Regions from separate parts of the Mus musculus genome. Here regions 1, 2 and 3 are each linked to region 4. A link is a contact called in public Hi-C and HiChIP or PLAC-seq data. All regions are on one chromosome and are shown on one strand. Each heading gives the region's core, a stretch centred on a gene start, on an enhancer-like site or on the middle of the called end of the contact. The rest is flanking DNA. Distances are from core to core; before and after follow the strand shown.

Evidence for each region. A called contact is a pair of places that touch in the nucleus more often than the background predicts. HiChIP or PLAC-seq counts read pairs in DNA pulled down with a chosen protein or histone mark.
Region 1: a contact with region 4 is called in an H3K27ac HiChIP or PLAC-seq map of heart atrium, with 9 read pairs. The contact joins the promoter of Rbms3 here to the enhancer-like site in region 4. A contact is called at or near these places in 3 of 484 Hi-C or Micro-C datasets (the N1E-115 cell line, nephron progenitors and uterus), 6 of 115 datasets of contacts at active chromatin or transcription factors (bone marrow-derived macrophages, craniofacial prominence, fibro-adipogenic progenitors and 3 more) and 1 of 9 other capture datasets (adipose tissue).
Region 2: a contact with region 4 is called in an H3K27ac HiChIP or PLAC-seq map of heart atrium, with 8 read pairs. The contact joins two enhancer-like sites. A contact is called at or near these places in 5 of 484 Hi-C or Micro-C datasets (LSK cells, liver, nephron progenitors and 1 more) and 2 of 115 datasets of contacts at active chromatin or transcription factors (heart atrium and pancreatic cancer cells).
Region 3: a contact with region 4 is called in a Hi-C map of uterus, with 2.0 times the contacts expected there. The contact joins two enhancer-like sites. A contact is called at or near these places in 3 of 484 Hi-C or Micro-C datasets (nephron progenitors, stem cell-derived neural progenitor cells and uterus) and 2 of 115 datasets of contacts at active chromatin or transcription factors (fibro-adipogenic progenitors and heart atrium).

Annotation. Positions count from the first base shown.
Region 1 is chr9:117,251,104-117,253,803 of GRCm38.p6, reverse strand. Rbms3 (RNA binding motif, single stranded interacting protein) reads left to right here and starts at 1,321. Exons shown (of 15, transcript NM_001172123.1): 1 at 1,321-2,077. The coding sequence starts at 2,003. Gm17396 (predicted gene, 17396) reads right to left here and starts at 1,271. Exons shown (of 2, transcript NR_166691.1): 1 at 966-1,271; 2 at 1-459.
Region 2 is chr9:116,871,809-116,874,508 of GRCm38.p6, reverse strand. The region is part of intron 4 of Rbms3 (RNA binding motif, single stranded interacting protein); the gene reads left to right. Among named protein-coding and RNA genes, the nearest start is that of Gm39452, 320 kb to the left of the region's middle. Within about 2 kb of position 1,403, at least 94 of the 459 cell types and tissues checked have an H3K27ac peak or open chromatin away from gene starts, as enhancers often do. A contact at or near this core is called in heart atrium and uterus, where this site is marked.
Region 3 is chr9:116,806,597-116,809,296 of GRCm38.p6, reverse strand. The region is part of intron 5 of Rbms3 (RNA binding motif, single stranded interacting protein); the gene reads left to right. Among named protein-coding and RNA genes, the nearest start is that of Gm39449, 280 kb to the right of the region's middle. Within about 2 kb of position 1,411, at least 88 of the 459 cell types and tissues checked have an H3K27ac peak or open chromatin away from gene starts, as enhancers often do. A contact at or near this core is called in uterus, where this site is marked.
Region 4 is chr9:117,030,036-117,032,735 of GRCm38.p6, reverse strand. The region is part of intron 3 of Rbms3 (RNA binding motif, single stranded interacting protein); the gene reads left to right. Among named protein-coding and RNA genes, the nearest start is that of Gm39452, 160 kb to the left of the region's middle. Within about 2 kb of position 1,280, at least 58 of the 459 cell types and tissues checked have an H3K27ac peak or open chromatin away from gene starts, as enhancers often do. A contact at or near this core is called in the N1E-115 cell line, adipose tissue, heart atrium and 2 more, where this site is marked.

The sequences.
Region 1 (2,700 bases), core at 72-2,571, 220 kb before region 4:
CTGGTACCCAGACTTCAGAACTGAGCTTCCTGGAGCTAAGGAGCACAGGAGCCTAGGTTGTTACCCCATGAGTGGCAGGCGGGACTTAAAGCAGAGGTGGCATCCTGTGTATTGCAGTTTCAATTCTCCCTCCATGTGAGGAAACTGCCTTTGTACCTGGAGTCTTTTATCTGAAAGGACGGCTGGAGTGTTCGGCAGACTTGGGGGAGTGGAGAGGCACAGAGGCTGGCTGCCCACGCTCCGGGCATGCGTGAGCACTCCCAGCAAAACACAGCTGGCACAGCTAATTTTAGCCTCACCGCCGCCTTGCAGAGAAACCCTTTAAGGAGATCTATCTTCTCTGAAACAATCTGTATTATAATGTAGCAGCTGATCGACGTGTCGGAATATTATTACTGGTGGGGGGAAAAACTCTGACAAGTAATTATGAGTTTTTGTTCAATTTTTTTGTGTGCAATACTTACAGAGCCACGAAAGCATTAAGAAAGAGCAAGTAAGAGAAGGAGAGAGAGAGAGAGAGAGAGAGAGAGAGAGAGAGAGAGAGAGAGAGGTTATTTTATTCTCCAATAAGCGAATAAATGTAAAGATCACTTTGATTTCGTTTTTAAGAGATGGATAAAGCCACAACACAATTATTTGTGATAGTTAAGGCAACCCCCTTGTTGAGATGGGGCTTGGCTTCCCCACAGAGGTACCCAGCTGAGAATCCCCACTTTTTCTCCTCTCTTGAGCATCCCCCAAAACATTGGTTTCATCTTCAGGTCCTCGGTTCATCTGGCTTTTAATGTGTTAACAGATTTTGAAAAAGCCTTGAATACACTTTTCTCCCTACTTAACTAGAAAGGTTGGCATGTGTGTGTAAATACACACACACACACACACACACACACACACACACACTTCTCCTTCCCTCATGCTCCCCTCGCAGGGCAGGGTCTGTTTTGTTCATCAATGCCATGCCTCACCTCTGGGAACTTGGCGATTGAAGAGGAGAAGCAGCTTGGGAGCTTGGGAGCCCTGGTCGGAGCAGGGCAGGGAGGCTGGGCCATGCCCCACCCAGGCACTTCACAGAGAAGCTGGGGTTCGGTTCCACCCGCGGCTCGGCTGCAGACGCTGCTCACTGTGCTATTCCAGATAGCTAGCAGAGGGGTGGCAGCAGCCTCTTTCTTTCTTTTTCTTCTTCTTTTTCATCTTCTTTTTCCCCCCTTGGAGGAAATACTGCAGCCTTCTGGACTGCGTGCCCGGCTCCCTGGAGAGGCTCTCTCAGTTCCACCCACTGGCTGGAAGGAGGGGAAGTGAGTGAGAGGGGCAAGGCCAGCTGGAACACACCATGTCACTCTGGGAACCAGACAGCAGCAACTAAGCCTGCACGGGTTTCTTTTTCTTTTCTTTCTTTTTTCTTTTTTCTTTTTCTTTTTTTCCCGGTTTTTTTTCCTTTCCGTTCTTTTTCTTTTTGTCCGTTGTTTCTTTTCCTTTTTTCTTCTTTTTATTAAAATTTCCTTTTTCCGCGGTGGGAAAGAGACACGGGAGAGAACGAAAGCTGTACTGCAAGGATTCCGAGTTGTGCTAAAGGATCTATTTCTTTTTTTCTCCTCCTTCGCCTTTACAAGCGCCTGCGATTGACACCACTAGAGACAGGCTGGTCACAGAGCAAACTGCTTCATCCGGACTGGACCGGGCAGCTGGGAGGAACCAGGCAGGCAAGAACTGGGGAAGCAGTCTGGGGGTTTCCGCTACAGATCTCAACCCCCATCTGTTTTTGTTTTTGTTTTCTTTTTCTTTTTCTCTTTTCTTTTTGGTTCTTTTGTTTTGCTTTGCTTTGGTTTTTTGGGTTGTTTTAAATTCCTCACGGTGTTGGAACTAGTGAGGCTGGAGTCTGAGAAGCCTCAGCAGTCACGCAGACTGCCAGGGACAGTGGATTAAGAGAAAGAAGCTCGCTTGCCTGGGGCATCATACACCCTGTTATTCAGTTTCCTGCCTCGGAGATAAAGATCCCAGCTACATGGGCAAACGCCTGGATCAGCCACAAATGTACCCCCAGTACACGTACTACTGTCCTCAGTACCTCCAAACCAAGGTATGGCTGGACCCGCGGGCTTCAGAAGGCAGCGTGGTGCCTGGCGCTCCTCCGGAGCGTGGCAATCCGACCCTTCCCTCACCCTAGCCCCCATCCCCTCTGCCGACCTCTTTCAAATTACTAACAGTAGGAACGGAGTTAACAAGCCAGAGAAAGAAGGGAGAGGAAGCCCCGGAGTGTAGCTTTCTCTTTAAAGACAGGGGACTTTCAATGGAGTGTTCTTTTGTTATTTAGCTGCAGAAATGCCGGTGAGATGGTTGAAGTCTTTTGCAGGTGAGCAGGGATTTTTAGAAACGAGGTCCCAACAGACGTTCTCAGGGGGCGAGAATATTGTTTTAGGAGCTTTTCTAGCGAGCTGTTCTTTGTGTGTGAATCTCAAAGATTTGGGTACCCCCCTCCCTTTCCCCCTTCCTTACAGAAAACACTCTGGGGTGGGGGCCACTTAAACTTTTCATGGCCTAGTGAAAGAGGAAAGAGGAGCGCCAGGAGGCACCCACCAAAGTCTTTCAGAGTTTGTTGAGCATTTTTTTTTCTTTTTTCTTTTGGTTTGGACTGTATTTTATGTGAAGGTTGACTGAGATGCTTTGGGGGGCTAAAAGAACTAGAGGCTTAGCATCCATAGC
Region 2 (2,700 bases), core at 154-2,653, 160 kb after region 4:
GGCTAAGCATAGGACCATATCAGCTGCAGCACCGTTTCTTAATTATATAAGAGAGAGAAAAGAAGAGGCAGGGAGAGAAGGAGAAGGAGTGCAAGGGAGAAAAGGAGAGAGAGAGAAGCGGGAAGAGAGGGAAAGGACAGAGAGAAAGAGAAAGAAGAAAGGAGAGAAAGGTGGCGAGAGAGGGAGAGCATGGCCTGCTTGCTTCTTTAGGTTGTAAAAGTCTCTGGCCTCTTTCAGTAACCAGCATCTTCAAGGGACATAATGTAGCAGAAATAACACCTGAATGTACAGGGCAGTGGGGAGAGAGAATAGGGAAGCCACTGGCCTATTCTGGTATTCTGAACTTCATGTGGCTATTTGCTTTAAGGCTGATATGCTCCAGGAATGAGTCACCACTCCTATGAAAGTGTCAAATTGTAAATGGCTAGATATTTGGATCACAGCTAATGCAGGGTAACGGAACTCAGTTCAACTTTATTGCTTTTCTCTAAGAGGCCAACCAACAGGTTTGGGGTCGGTCAAGATTATTCCTGGCATGTGGGGGTTGAACAGTGGGGCGAGGAGCTCAGCTTCGCTTTCATCTTTAACTGCCCCACTTCCTTTAGAACCCCTCAGCAGATGGCAAGATAATCTGTCTGGTTCCTTGTAGCGTCTTGTGATCTCTCCCTAAGTGTGAGCCGGCCGGCTCCAGATCCTGTTCAAAGACTCAACTTTCAAAGCAAATATACACACAAGGCAGGGGTATTTTCGAAAACAAAGGTTATCATGTTTCCCCGAGGGGGACAGAAGAGCACGGGGAATGCTGGGAATAGAGTAAGTTCAGTTCACATGGCAGGATCCCTTAAAGATTGCATCCTGGAAAATGTATGACCAAACTGAACAGCAGCCAAGGGGAATAAGTGGGGTGGAGAAGAGAGAAACTCAGATGAAAGCCAGGAGAAAGGAAATGTTTCAGCAGAGGCTGAAGGTTCAAGGGATGTGTCCAGAGGCAGGATTCTGTGTCAACTGCTGACTGAACCAAACTTGTGCAGTAAGGACACACACACACACACACACACACACGCACACACGCACGCACGCACGCACGCACGCACGCACGCACGCACGCACGCATGCACGCGCGCACATACACACAGACATGCACGCATAGAAGCATGCCCCACCCTTGGAGGGAGAGAATGTCGTATTTCATCTCTTGCTGTGGAATGTAGCGGCTGATAAAACAGCAGACAATATTTCTGAGAACAGAGACAGCCTGTCTGAACCCAGCTCAACTTCTCCTTCTTATCACTTTGTGAAAACATGCTATCTTCAAGAGCCAAATTAGCTTTTCATGATACGGCTTCTTGGCAGCTCACACTGAGCGTCGGAGGGTTGAATGGGAATGACTAAGCGGTTTCATGAGCCAACTTCTTCCCAGATCTACTGCCTTGATGGGTTTGGTGTCAGTCAGACATGTAGGACCTTTGTTCCTTCAGAGACGACGAGATCTCTAGAAAAGTTAATTTTATTCTGAGAAAGACATGAGCAGGGGAGTCACAAAATGGGCCACAGGGTACTCTGTGGTGAGGAACTAGTTGACTATGCACACATGAGTGTTCTTCATTTTCTGTTTAGAATATTCCAGATTAGGATATATTTAGTGCAATCAGGATGAAGTCAGGAGTTAAAGAAAGTAAAGCTTGTCTCAGATGTTAGAAAGAATATTCAAATTTTATTTTTATGATTTTTTTCTACTACCACTAAGTTTCTCTCTCTCTCTCTCTCTCTCTCTCTCTCTCTCTCTCTCTCTGTGTGTGTGTGTGTGTGTGTGTGTGTGTGTGTGAGAGAGAGAGAGACAGACAGACAGACAGACAGACAGATAGACAGACAGACATGTGGAGGTCAGAGGACAATCGGCAGCATTTAGTCCTCTCCTTTTATCACATGGATTCTGCTCCTGAACTCAGGTCCTCTGACCGGGTGCCACGAGCCTTCCCTGCTGAAACAGCTCACTTGTCCTTCCTGGCGCATTTCTATCTGGGTAGGGAGTTGTCCTCACAGAGCTACAGGATGCTTAGATTTTCGTGGAAGCTTTGTTTCATTCATCAGTTTTCTGTTAGATAGAAATAAAAGGTTGTCAAAGATCACAACCAAAATATAAACTGCCAACGTCTAATGTTTGTGATTTACGGCGTGAATGAAGAGGGTGTCTGACAGCGGCCTCATTCACCGATACCCTCTTCCTTGTGAGCTCTGCAGAGTCTGAAATGAGGATTCTTGCTCCCAATGTTTCCTGACTAGTGAAACACTCTTCAGTTAATGGAGCCCTACTCTTTTATTTTGTTTTCTTATCGTTTTAATTCCTGTATGGTGTATGTGCTATGTGTGCACACATGTATGTGTGTGCACACAACTCTTCTAGCTTTCAGTGGTAATTTTTAATCAATATTTGTATACAGATAACTGTACTACTTTCAATATGGCACACCCCAACTTAATATATTTAAGGTGAAGCTTAGGTTGCCATTTAATCTCTATTAAATATCCCTCCCCCCCCCCAAACAATGAAGTCCATTTTCTCTTCCAGAAGGAGAGTCTCGGTCCCTGTCATTTCCCATCACAAACAGTTATGATAAAAACGTCCTGCCAAAACAACTTAATAGAGAAAGGCTTTATTTACACTGACAGCCCATCAAGGCAGGGAAATCAAGGTGTCAG
Region 3 (2,700 bases), core at 162-2,661, 220 kb after region 4:
CTGGAAGAGAGCAAGTTGCCAGTCAGCCTAGCCTACTTGGTGGGTAGATTCTGTCTCTAAGAGAAGATAGATGGTGCCTGAGGAATGTCTCTTGATGACTAACCTTTACCATATGAGTGCCATGAGTGCACATGTGAGTGTGTATGTGTACATGCATATGCTGTGCACATACACACACACACACACACACACACACACACACACACAGAGGCACAAACCTAAAACAGATTTTTTAAAAAGAATATTTTTGGTTCTGTGTTCAATCAGAGATGATGCACCTAACCCTCAAGAGACTGGAGGCCCCAGGGATTTTAGAGGTCAGGTGGGGTGGGGGTGGGGACATACGTCCTCATGGAGACGGGTGGGGAGTGGGGAGGAGGTTCGGGATGTGGAGCAGTCGGAGGGTGAACAGGGGCAGGGGATAAAATCTGGAGTGTAAAAATTAATTAATTAATTAATTAGTTAATTAATTAATTAAAAATTTCCCTTGTCCTGGGGACTCACTATTGCATTCTATGCTGCAATGGGTTAAGAAGCAAATGACGTCATTTAATTTTGAAATGCTAGAAAGAGCACACATTTTAGTCATTAAAATTCCTCTGATAGCTTTGACACTTTGCGTAAATCTTACCAGAAATGAGGATGTTTGGCTCCTAAAGTTGGATGCTCCTCCATGTCACCAATAGTTTATCCAGTGCCTGTGATTGCAAAACACCAAACATTTCACAAGAGCGGAAACCTCTAATTAAGCCTAGCATGTGACAATGGAGTGGATTTGTTTTTAAATCCATGGCTTATAATGCTTAGAGCTTTCAGATCGTGACCTGAGAGGACTCTGTTGAGGTGAGAGTTTAGCTGAACATGGGTTTCCACAAGACTTCCTTCCTCTGTGTGTCAAGCCTGATCCAGAACATTCTACCGGTGCTGGAGCAGGTTCTTGTGTGTTTTAGTTTGACTGTGAATTGTGTGAGCTATAATATCAGTTTCCCTCCTCAGTAGTAGTTGTTGAGAAGAAGAGGAAGAGGAGGAATAAGACTTATGAGGAGGAAGAGAGGGAGGAGGAGGAAGAGAAGGAGGGGAGGTGGGTAGAGAGAAGGAAGAAGAGTTGGAGGGAGAGGCAGCTGTAGCAGCAGCAACAACGGAATCCTTTAGTGTGTTTCAAATGACTGAAGCCAGCAGTTATAAGTCATGAGGCAAGAAAGAAACACACCCTTGAACATGTGTTTACATTCAAACAGCAGACCTAAAAAGCCCCCTGAAGCTTTACCCCATGCCTGGCGCCTCCTAAGAGCGGTTAACGCATTGTCCGATGAAGGGTTGACCCCACCCAGGCGCTGTTCTGCAGGGCACAGAAGGGCTCAGCTACTTTCTAGAAGAATGGAGGCACTGTGCTGAGCCAGGATGGCTGCAAGGGGCCTGTAAAGGCAGCTGCTGCCAGTGGGGACTTGAGAGCACTCCTGTCAGCTTCAAGCCTTGCATGGGCCAGATTTCAGAGAGCTTCAGCTGGCAGCTGCACCGAGCACTTAATTGTGAAACTTGAGAGGAAAATAGGCATGTTCTGGCTAATACGGGTATTCACCTACAGGTCTCACTTTTGTTCCGTTTCCAGAACATTGGCTCTGCCTCTTTGTCAGCTCCTGGAGGCACCGAGCCAGTGTTGCTGGGGCAGCTTTGCAATGATCAGGTGTGGCCCCGTGTATCCAAATGAAATTGTCACTGCTGAGTGATACAATGTACCATGCTTTGATGCTGCAAGCTGACAGTCACAGAAAAGTCGTTCATTGCATTTACTCTCTCAAAGAATCTCTAATGGCTCACAGCAGACATCTACTTAGTTAGATCTGAATGAACCCAAAGCAAGCCATCTCCACGGCTACCTTTGTGTTCCTAGAAAGAGCCCCTCATCAGGCCCGCCACAGCTAGAAAATGGCTTTAAGGAAAGATGATCCTATTTAGAACCCAGAAGGGAGACTTGAAACTTTCAAACCGGAGTAAAAATAGGCTGGCTGTGCACGTGGAGTGGATAGCAGCCCATTTTCTTTTTAGCTTGTTCTGTATTCCCCAAATCAGCAATTGCACATTGCAACCTTCAGCTATGTTTGGTCTTCGTTTAGAATTACATGTCATTTTAGGACAAAGAGAAAGGATTTGATTTGTGGGGGGTTTGCAAGCAGCATTTAGTCTCCTTTGTCTGTTATCTGCGTGAGCTCAGTGAGAGACTTTACAGAGAAGGGACTCTCCAGGCACGAGCCTTCTGTCTTTAACTCCAAGAATGAAATGCCCTTAATATACCGTCTGTGGGAGTTAAGGGCTCCCATTTCCTCTCCCATTCATGTGTCTACCCAGGATGAAGCTTTTCTTCAAAGAGGTAACAGTGAGTAGATCTCATGTGGGAAGATAGGGAAACAGAATTAGAATTGCTTTCTTCCTAGAAATGGAAGTTTAAAAAAAAACAAAACAAAACAAAAAAACCTTATAGAAACAGGAAGCATATAGTTTAAGGGTTCCTCTCATTAAATAATGGATGAAATTTTCTCTTTCTTGCTCTGTATTTATATATTTAAATTTACATATTTATTATATTTAAATTTTCAATTATGGGGTTGGAGGGATGAGTCTGTAATTATGAGCATGTATTGCTCTTCCAGAGAACATGAATTCAGTTCCCAGCAGCCACCTGGGGTGGATCACAGCCACCTG
Region 4 (2,700 bases), core at 31-2,530:
TCTTCTCAGGTAACTTCAGCTCCTGTTGAATTGACAAAGAATGAAAAGAAAAGAACAAACAAACCCTATATTTATATGATATGATACTGGTGGCCACATTGAGAAGAAGAGTAACAAAATGGGGGGTTGACGTTAGGACTTTAAAGCTGAAGGTCCAGTTTGGAAGAACAGAAGTGTAACTGCTCTTGCAGTCTAAGGGATTTCGGGTCTCTCTGCTGGTACCGGGCTCTGTAGTTTGGAAGCAGAAGTTGGAAAGTGAATGGCAAACTTTCCTGATGATGTATGCTTTAAATTTGCATGTGATTGCGTTTCTTGTGGTACTAATATTTTCTCCCTTTCTCGTTATTTTTGACACTTTCAGTGGAAGCCCCTCTCCTTTACTGACTCTTAACTACCAATTTTAATGTCCTAAAGTCTGAATCTCAGCTAACAACAACAAAGTAGACAAAGTCAATAAATTGGGAAAGTCAACCCGTGCAAACCTTGCCTTATCTCTGAGCACATAATTAGGATTAGTTAGCACATGAAAGACTGGGAGCCAGCGCGTATGTTTTGCTGGTAAGCAAATAAATGTCACTGTCTCTAAGTTTTGAATTTGAGACTTTGGAAAGAAGTTAAAATTGCAGTTTATTCCTCGGCTACAGTCTGCAGTGAATCCAGCAAGTGGATCCTGAGCCACCTGACATGACAATTTGAGTCAAATTATTATGTAGAGTCCACAAAGAGTGTTAGACACTTTGAGTTTCATAATTGCAGACTAAGACTGTCCATGAACATTCCTGGAAGAAACAACTTACGTAGACTTCAGACTTCCAGGTCTGACATCAGGCTGTGCCTGTAATTCCATTTATACAGTTTCCAGTTGCTGGTCAGTCCATCCCACTCATGATTTCCTTTCCCACCAGGAAACAGACACAAAAGACTGGAAATTTAACACCAAGGACTCTTCAAGAAAAATAAGCCAAATGACCCAAAAGATCAATGGTGGTTGAGCTGCTCCTGGTAGATCAGTCTTAGGGCAAAGGTTATATAATATTCCTGGTTTGGTGGCAGGGGCATGAGACTGTACATACCCTCGTGCACCTTTGATATTTAAAATGCATCCATCCAAACAAATGGTCTTCCAACAGTCTATCTGCTCTTCATACCCTAGCAAGCCTTCCAGCGGCCCACGGCTGGAGGATATATTTGGAAAGAGTGCTTTTCTACCCTTAGCTCATCCAGGTAACTGGTCCAGAGCAGCCAGGCTCCCTCCCGAGATGTAAATAGCTATTACACGTTGGCGCTGTGTGTCATAAACCGGCTCTGTTATTTCCAGTAAGACTCCTTAGCTGCAGTTCCAAAGAATTGATTACGCAGGTCTCTCTCCTGAACACATCCCTTCCCCACTGACATTTACACTGGTCGAGGGTTTTTATGTAACTCGTTACAGCATCGTCTGAACCTTTAAAAATGGTGTTAGTCTTTCTAGAACCCTCTGGCCCAGGAGAAGCCGTTTATTGCACTTAAATGCTTAGAGTGGGACCCTGAACTTCTCTGATTGGAAAGCCTTTCAAGGAACTGATCTTGTTATTTTCCCAAGCTGGGCTGCAAGGAGCAAACGCAGATATCAGTGACCAAAAGGCCCCCTGCCTTCAAAATGCTGAGAAGCAAGGAAATGATCCCAGCGTTTAAAGCTTTCTAGTTTCCGCCTCTGTGACCCTTATCTGGACAGCTGTGAGGAACCTTGCCAACTGGCTCCCGCCCAGACTTTATGGGATCGCAGTGGAGGAAACGGTCTGGTCAGAAGAAACATTGTACAAATTGTTTCTAGTTTCAAAAACCTGTCTTTTGACAAAGCCATGATTTCCAGCCATGCTTTATTTTCATCTCCCTTCCCCAGCCCCAAGGGTGACTAGCTGTTACCCTACCAAGATTTTTTTTTCTCTTCTTTCGTAACTTCTGTGATTTTTTTTTTTCCATTTTGTTTTTGTTTTTCCAGTCTCTTTTGGGAGGGGTGTGTGAAAAAGCATGTGACCAGGGAACTTCTCTTTGAGAGATACTATATATTTTAAGAATTTCTGTTGCCTTCAGTTTGAATAAAATATCACTGAAGTGATCTTATAAAATGCACTTTTCCCTGCTGTCCCTCATTTCATTCTGTATTTTCTTCCTGGCCTGGCTTTTTCTACATTCCCAGTGGCCATAAAATGCTGGATGTCATCTCAAAATTGAATGCCCATAACTACTGTTGACACTGTCATATATGCTGTAGAAATGGTGTTCAGCTCTGTGTAGAACACTCTAGGCCTTTAGCTTTAGCCCTAGCCAAGAGCTTCAGTTTAAACAAGCTCAGGGGGTGTTAACTTTGTAACCAAAAACTAACAAGAAGCGCTGGAAAGAAAGTGGGTAGAGCTGGGAAGAGGGGAGAAGAAGGGAGAGCAGGGAGGGAAGGGGAGGATTCATTCATTTTGCCTTGCAGATTGACAATACATTTATCTTCTTGGCAGAGAAGGTATTGTGGCTCACGCTGTCCTCCACTGTGATGGCAGGGCTGAGGCAGCTGTCTCACATCTGGGCAGATCTAGAAGCAGTGCAAACTGGAAAATAGCTAAGGTCCATCTCCATTGACTCATTTCTCCCAACCTGGTTTCACTTCCTGAAGACTTCACCAAGCAGTGCCTAAATAGTACCAGCATCTTAGGGAGAAGCTTTCACATG